Linked DNA regions of Mus musculus: region 2 is linked to region 1. The links are chromatin contacts, called in public ChIA-PET maps. All regions are on one chromosome and are shown on one strand. The core of a region is the stretch at or near the end of the contact, and the rest is flanking DNA. Distances in the headings are between cores, read along the strand shown.

What was found. ChIA-PET counts read pairs in DNA pulled down with a chosen protein or histone mark.
Region 2: an RNA polymerase II ChIA-PET map of effector CD8 T cells shows a contact between it and region 1, with 10 read pairs. The contact joins the enhancer-like site here to the promoter of Gpr18 in region 1. A contact is called at or near these places in 1 of 39 promoter capture datasets (the 3T3-L1 cell line), 10 of 484 Hi-C or Micro-C datasets (B cells, CD4 T cells, CD8 T cells and 6 more), 2 of 115 datasets of contacts at active chromatin or transcription factors (effector CD8 T cells and embryonic stem cells) and 1 of 9 other capture datasets (liver).

The regions. Positions count from the first base shown.
Region 1 is chr14:121,913,879-121,918,098 of GRCm38.p6, reverse strand. It overlaps Gpr18 (G protein-coupled receptor 18), which reads left to right and starts at 2,211. Exons shown (of 2, transcript NM_182806.2): 1 at 2,211-2,422. All of the region lies in intron 4 of Ubac2 (ubiquitin associated domain containing 2), which reads right to left. It overlaps Gm46485 (a long non-coding RNA gene), which reads right to left and starts at 4,125. Exons shown (of 2, transcript XR_001781471.2): 1 at 1,082-4,125; 2 at 1-984.
Region 2 is chr14:121,729,986-121,734,205 of GRCm38.p6, reverse strand. It overlaps a transcript of Dock9 not described here. Among named protein-coding and RNA genes, the nearest start is that of Dock9, 34 kb to the right of the region's middle. Within about 2 kb of position 2,220, at least 115 of the 459 cell types and tissues checked have an H3K27ac peak or open chromatin away from gene starts, as enhancers often do. A contact at or near this core is called in CD8 T cells, the CH12 cell line, effector CD8 T cells and 1 more, where this site is marked.

The DNA of each region.
Region 1 (4,220 bases), core at 962-3,461:
TGGAGTCATCCTACATGCAGACATGCTACATGCATGTAATAACACCCTTGGAGTCATCCTACATGCAGACATGCTACACGCATGTAATAACACCCTTGGAGTCATCCTACATGCAGACATGCTACACGCATGTAATAACACTCCCAATAGTGTCTTAACTAAATCATGTTGATTTAAAAACTAGGTTCTCCTACTAAGTATATAAACTCACCTACAGTCTTCAATGCTCAAACTAAACCTCAAAGTGAGACCAAAACATTTCATAAAGTACAGGAAACCCTGACGTCTCTGGAGTATGAGAAAACCCTCTTTGGTAAGAATTCTCTCACATTCCAAAGTACGTGAGAAGACCAAAACTGCAGGCATGGTCACAAAGTCCCTGGTAAGAGTAACAGATTCCTGAAGGCAAGGTGAGGCGTGCAGGAGGGCCACTCCTCCGCCTCCTGCACAGACCTCTCACCACATCTCAGGCAGCTCAGTGTCCTTGCAGTTGGTTCTGGGCTCAGACGACCATCCACCCCACCCCCCTCTTCACATGTTCACTTTCTTAGCTATCGAACAATGTTAAATGCTCCTTAGCTACAACTCATGTCAGCACCCCCAAGCACATGGTGTAGTGGTGGAGCATCAAAGACAGCAAGGTGTGTGCCGGCCACCCAAGCATAAGGCACAGAGCTGGGGCAAGGAACCGTCCAGGCCAGCCCAGCTCTGAGGGAAAATGGCAGCTGTGAGGTGGTTAGAGGGAGGGTCTACAGGTGGGTTCTGCCAAGCTTTTGGGAGGTTCCAAATCTGCCCTGGGCACCTTGCACTAAGAAATGCAAGTTCTCAACTAAGAATGCTACATACGGGGAAGACTCAAGTCTTAATGAGAAGACACCCCAGGCTCCTCATCTGTTGACTGTAGCAGCACAATCAGTACTTCCTGTCAGAAACCTTCTCACAGAACACACTGGGTCCCAGTCAAGAGGTATCCATGTGGCTGACCTGTGTAGCATATGAAAAAACATAACTTCATATAAAACAATTATGATGTAACTTGGCAATGCCAAAGCATGTCTAGAGAAGGTTTCAAGGCAATCACCTCTCACCCACACAGGAACTGCTGCAGTGGTCTCCAGTGGCTCTATAGCACATTATTCTGGAAGGCTCCCACGGCACCCAGTGGTTTGTTAGCACAGCTAACGTCAGTACCTTTTGTAGAATGAAAGTTTAGCACTTCTGGGAAAAGAAGCAAGGTTCTCAAACTACCTCAAGTTCACGCTGTGGCAGCTGTGGTGGCTGACAGCTGGAGTCCAGCTCTCAGGAGGCAGAGACAGGAAGACCAGGGTAAGTTCAAAGCCAACCTGGTCAACACAGCTCCAAAGCAGCCAGTAAGGCCCCGTCTCAAAACAGGACAGACAAGATGACAGGAGCCAGTTTAAATCGCTCACACTATAGACACAGAAGCAGCTAAGCTTAGGCACCATTTAAAGGCTGGCAAATAATGTGTAGCCAATGTAGAGATACTTAGAACTGGACAAGGGCTGGGCTACTTTAAAGAGAAAGTTAAACTCAGAGTAGCTAGACAGCGATGCTCTGGGCTGCCCAATCCTCCCTTCTGTGGGTTTCACTTCCCTTCTCAGCTGAGAACACTGCTACATATAAATTCTTCCAGCTACATGTAAATTCCCCAGTCCTTCCCATGGTTTACATGGATGTTCATGCAAGAAAAAAATTACTGCAAGTCTTCCCTGAGATAGAAAATGGACAAAGTGTAGGAAGTACCTACAGGATCCAGGAACAGATCTGCAGGGCAGGGCAGGGCAGAGCAGAGCAGAGCAGGGCCATGGAGAAGATGACAGGTGACCGAGGTGGCAGGGTGGCAGTTGCTCTCTTTCAGGCAGGACTTTTCTGGAGAGGAGTTCTCAATCCTATCACATGAGTGCTATGCATTTCAACTGGATAGGAACTACACAGGAACAACAAAAGGCTAGACAAAGTCGAGGAGCTTAGAAAGCAGCTAGGCTTTGAACCTTGCTTTGCCCAGTGTCAAATCTCCTGCCTGTAAGTGACACAAACTTCAAACATCAAAACAAGCAGTTAATTCAAGAATATCTGCCTTTCTTCAAGATATGCCATTGTTTCAAGAGCAGCCCGAGATGAGCAGGACTTCATAAACAAATCACTTGTGAAAGAGAAAACCACATCCAGGGTAAAGTCCCACGCTGAGTGTCTCATTTCAGAGCGTTTCCTGAAAACGGCAGAGCAGTGCTCAGAGCTCAGCAGACCAACCCCACTATCGGTACTACATCTCAACAACCCTCCAACAAGACACAGCACAGAGACACCACCTACCTAACACAGGCGACTCTGAGCACTCTCTCTCTGGGACTGGGCAGAGCGGCAAACGGTCACCTCTCAGACAGCCTTTGACAGACAGGAGGTAAGCTGCATTCAATTAATTTCATGGCAAACCATTATCAGAAGTAATGTTGTGTTTACTAAACTCAAAACTTCTGTTCCATCAGATGAAGACCTTGAAACAACTGGTTATTCTTTTCCCAGGATTCAGCGCTCATTTTCAATATTTTTTATTAATAGTTAAGTGTAGAGTTTTAAATGTTTTTATTTTATTTTTGAGATTCCAATATAATTACATCATTTCTTCCCTCTCCTCCCTCCAAACCCTCCCACGTGACCCTCCTTAACCGCTTACAAATTCATGGCCTCCTTCTCTTAATTGTTGTTACACACACACACACACACACACACACACACACCTAAATACATATAACCTGCTTTTCTGTGTAGTGTTACTCACACGTGTTTTCAGAGCTGACCGTTTAGTACTGGATAACCAGTTGGTGGGCTCTTCCTGAGGGAGGCCTATTGCTCCCACTTTTAGCACAGAAGCTGCTAGTAGTTCTTGGTGTAGGACTGAGGCCTCGCTCTCATTCCCCTGTCATTTAACACATTATGTTGATGACATAGTACATCATAACATAATTCAATGTCTTTGTCATATAGTTTCAATTACTGTTTCATGAAATTACTTGGCTTCAATTTAAAAAAAAATAAAAACAAAAAACACAAAACCTACAGATAGTCATGGTACTTAAGTTTTCAAAAGTTAACCTGAAAGACAATCGGTTTTCAACACTCGCTCAAAATCGTGCAGAACATAGTCCGGATGGTAATACAGAGACACAAGCATCGAGCATCGCACTGAGCACAGTGAAAACTGGGGCAGGTGGACTACAGAAAAGCAGCCAGGGAAGGACAGCCTGTAGATACAGGTGTTTTCATGACAACACCAGGGAGAATGGTGATAGAGGAAAGACCAGGACTTCATTATACCTCAGAGGCTTCTTTAAAGACCACAGTGTTTAAGCCTCTAAGTCTCCTTTGCTTAATACTAAAGATTTAACCTTACTATGCAGTAATTTTCTTATTTGCGTAGAAACTAGTATTCTAGTTATATACATTTTGGGGGTGCTATGTAGAGCAAACTAGTTTCAAACAGAGATTCCCCCTCCCTCTGCCTCAGAAGTGCTAGAGTTAAAAGCATGTTGCTACCATTCTCAGCCTTATTTGGAAATTTTAATACAGGTTTTTAGATATATAGGATTTTATTCCAAAATCACATTTAAGCCAATTATGTGGCAAACAACAATGGGACCAAAGGAGAAAGCACACAGTACCTGGTCCTGTCTACCCAACTGTTCAAACTAACTCTCATCAGCCAGCCACAGGCTGTTAATCCTCCCTATTGTTTCACTAAAGAAAGATTCAGAGCTGAATTAAACATCAGCACGCTGCAAAGTGACTTTCTTAAGGAAAATTCCTTATCCACCCTCCTATTTCAGAGAGATGCCCCCCAGGCTGCACTCTACATATGAAGTATCTTTACAGCCTCTACTGGCTAATGCACCCTGGGGAAGGGAATGTCACACTGAGAGCACCATATTTATAAGCACTATTAGAATTCTTTGCTTTAGCTGGGCGGTGGTGGCGCACGCCTTTAATCCCAGCATGCCTTTAATCCCAGCACGCCTTTAATCCCAGCACTCGGGAGGCAGGAGGATTTCTGAGCTCGAGGCCAGCCTGGTCTACAAAGTGAGTTCCAGAACAGCCAGGGCTACATAGAGAAACCCTGTCTCGAAAAACCAAAAAAAAAAAAAAAAAAAAAAAAAAAAAAATCCTTTGCTTTTTAAATATGCAGTTTTTGATGGTGGGATTAT
Region 2 (4,220 bases), core at 971-3,470, 180 kb after region 1:
GTAGAATGATTGAAGTTCAAGTCAGTCTGTCTGTCTGTCTATCTATCTGTGTGGTTGTACATGTGTGTCCTGGAGTACCTGTATATATGTGTGGAGACCAGAGCACAGCCTTTGGATGCTTTTCTTAGGCTCCATCTATGTTATGGTTTGTTTTATGAGAGTGTCTCACACCAGCCTGGAATTTGCAGAGTACCTAAGGCTAGCTGGCAACTCTCAGGAATATGTCTGTCTCTAACTGCCAGCTCTGGAACTACAAGTGCATGCCATTGTATGTGTATTCGTGTGTGTGTGTATGTGTGTGCGTGCACACACGTGCACGCGTGCGTGCATGTGCGTACGAGTGCGGGTGTGCGAGTGTGTTCTGGGTATGACACTGCTTCCGGGTTCCTCTGCTTCCATCTAAGACCTTTCCCTAGTCTTCCCATTTAAATGTTGACTGCCAGTTCTAGCACAATTGATGTGGAAGATTGAGTTGGGATCTCATTCTTGAGTATAGATTTTTCCTCGGGATTTTTGCTTTACAGAGTAATTGGACGTATTAGCTCAGTGCATTGGGAGTTTGTCCTGATTGCTTGTTCTTGCTGGACAAGCGGCAGCCCTGGAGATGCTCACATCCAGGCTGCTGTAGCTGATGTGAGGGTGGCACATAGGTTGTCTGGCAGGAGGCCAGTCCATCTAAACCTTCCACTGCAGGGAAAGCTCGTAAGCTGAAGCAGACATTGCCAGTTCCACTTTCTTCCTCTGAGAAAGTCCCATTCTGCTCAAGGCCAGCACTGTCAAGTTTGACTTCCTTTCTGTAGTTGTGGGAGAAGTAAACACCTCTTGTGTTGCTGTGTGTGATATATTGTGTTTCTGCTGATCATAGCTGAGGGAAAGAGAGGCTGGTCAGTTAGAACCGGATTGCTGCTGCATACCGGGAGTAAGGGCACAAAGGAAGAAAAAAAAAACGACTAGTCTTCAATTTTTCTTGGTGTGTGTGTGTGTGTGTGTGTGTGCACGCTCGCGTGAACACGTGCGTGTGTGTACCTGTGTGTACATGTACTTCTGCTGCACACATGGAGGCTAGAGGAAATCTTTGGTGCCATTCTCAGGAACACTGTACACTTCATTTGAGACAGGTTCTCTCCTTGGCCCAGAGCTCACTGCTAAGGCCAGACTGGCCAGCGAGCCTGTCTCTAACCCCTCAGTGCTAATTACAAGTGCACCTGCCATTTTTATGTGGTTCTTAGGGATTGAACTCAGGTCCTACTTGAAGGGCCTTTGTTGACTGAGCCGTCTCTCCAGACCCTTGAGTTTCTTTCATTATGTATATCATTTATTATCATGTTATTTATATCCCATTATCATACTGGGATAATGCAACTCTTTATTTTGCTCATTGTAAATTTAATATTTTAGTTTTTGTCCCTACTACCTTAAAATTGAAGTTTTTTTCATGGTTAAACTAGTATAGAATTTAGCCTTTCATAGCATCAAGATTTTTCTGAGTACTTAACTTCCTTCAGACTTGGTCCTTTCTAGTTCTTACAAAAACCATTGACTGTGAAGGTCTTTTGACTTGTATGCTAATTAACAGCCATTTGACATTGGATACTGTTCGAAGAGCACAGAATAGATGACACCCTTCTCTTTTGTGTCTGTATATATCTTTGGGATGGGGTGCATTGAACTAGGGGGCAGGCAGAAGGTGTAAATGCAAAATGGTGGTGTGTTAAAGAGCTTGAGGCATTTGGGAAGAGTAAAAGCTGGGCTTTGTTGTAATTGTTCTTCAGTAATACCCTCTGCCTGCCTTGCTGCATCTGGTGGGAGGAGCCTCGTGGCTTTCCGGTGTTGGGGCACCCACCAACGCCTCAGCACTGCCTGCAAGGTTCCAGCGCTCGCTGCAGGACCTTGGCTGTGGATAGTTTGTTTTCCGTGTTCCTTCAGTGCCTTTCCTCATGATGCTCAGTGGATTCAACTCTCTGTTTAGATCACTGCAGTGAGTTGGGCTGATGTTTTCGAGGCGCAGTTGGCTCTCAGTCTGAGTTTCCCCCTGCATCTTAGCTGTGGGTACTCTGCTGTGTAGTTGCAACTGCTTGGCCATGCAGCCTTCATTCAGCAGAGAAAGAGGGGGCAGGACCTGTCTGCTGCAGAGGAGGAAAGGGCGGGACCTGCTTACTACAGAGGAGGAGGGGGCGGGACCTGTTTACTACAGAGGAGGAGGGGCTGGACCTATCAACTACAGAGGAGGAGGGATATGACCTGTCTGCAGAGGAGGAGGGGGCGGGATCTATCAACTGTAGAGGAAGACGGGGAGGGGCTTATTTATTTCAGAAAAAGATGAGGCAGGAACTGTCTGCAGTGGAGGAGGGGCGGGTCCTAACAAACTGCAGAGGAAGAAGGGAGGGGTGGGACTTGTCTGTTGGAGAAGAGGTGGGGATGGGACCTGTCTGCTGCAGAGGAAGAAGGGCAGAACCTGCCTGCTGCAGAGTGGGGAGAGGGCGGGGCCTGTCTACTGCAGAGGAAGACCTGCTCCAAGGCTTCATCAGTATGCACCATTTTACTTAACAGTGAGATTTATTTATTTTAGCACTCATTAAACTATAACAGGCAGAAAACACTGATTGTGGAAATTGAGAGCCTTATGTCCACTGTACAGAGAAAACGATTGGTATAAATATCTCAAGACAAAATATTTCAGGGTATCATCCATATATATAGATCACAGATATGCTCATTAAAAAAAGCATTGATGTTAGTAGGGTCTCAATTGTGTCTTTCTCTGCCCCACCAGATTCATATACCTGTTCTGTGCCTTTGCCACCAGAGCCAGCTCTATCGTGTTGCCCAGGCAAGGTGTAGGGCTCCCTCTCCAGAGTTCTGCAGCTAGAAAGGAGCAGGGCCACCTCTCTGGCTCTTGACCTTGGAGGATGTTCACCCGCCTGCTGCAGGCATTGAGGGGTGAGGTGGGGGGAGAGCTTCTCTTCCCTGCCCCTACCACCCTACAGCAGATGAGAGGCGGGGTCAGCTTCCCACTCTCACACCCTCTGGTCAGCCCACCCACTCCCCTGCAGTCAGGGTCAGCTCTACTGTGTTACCCAGGCAAGGGGTGGGGCCATATCAGCACAGTGCCTCAGGCAGCCATCCAGACCAAGGATATCTGCATGGGCTTTGATCTCAACTGCCATAAGACCTTGGACCTAGATTTACACCCCCCCCCCCCCCGACCCCCACCCCTGCAGCAGCATGGCCCTCAGATATCCCACATAGTCTCTGGTGGCAGCCCAGCCCAGATATCTGCTTGGCTTTTGGTGGTAACTCGGGCCACAGACATTGACACAGATGCCAGCTGCAACAGGACGGCCGACCCATACTTGGGCCTTGGTGGCAGGTACCTGGATGCCTTTCTTCCAGCCACTTCAGGGGCCAGTGGAACCAGGGCTGGCATTTGGGGCCACATCTCATTCTTAATAGTGTTTCATCTTATGTATGCAACATTTTGTGTTTATGTATTCATTTACTCATTCATTCATTCATGTTTTTTGAGACAGGGTTTCTTTGTGTAGCTTGACTGTCCTGGAACTTGCTCTGTAGACCAGGCTGATCTTGAACTCACAGGGATCCTTCTGCCTCTGCCTCCCAAGTGCTGGGAAATTTTTCATTTATTTTTATTTTATGTGCATTGGTTGGTGTCTTGCCTGCATGCATGTCTGTGTGAGGGTTCAGATGGCCTGGAACTGGAGTTACAGTTGTGAGCTGCTGTGTAGGTGCTGAACATGGAACCTGGGTCGTTTGGAAAAGCAGCCAGTGCTCTTAACCTCTGTGCCATCTCTCCAGCCCTGGAACATTTCATTTAATCAGTACTCATGATTGCTCCCCACCCCCCACTCCCATTATGGTAAGCATCCTTATATACGTGTTGTACATGCTTATCAGATTGCTTTTGTTGCTTCTAGACCTGGAATAGTTAGATCAGGGAATACTTACTTTTTTTTTTTTTTCCTCGAGAGGGTTTCTCTGTGTAGCCTTGGCTATCCTGGAACTCACGCTGAGGACCAGGCTGGCCTCGAACTCAGAAATTTGCCTGCCTCTGCCTTGCAAGTGCTGGGATTAAAGGCGTACGCCACCACGCCCGGCGGAATACTTACTTTTAAAGGGTCTTGGTCTATATTGTGGATTGTTTGGCAGAAAATAAGGAGTTTAAAAAAATTCAAGAGAAGAGCTATTAGATGGCTCAGTGG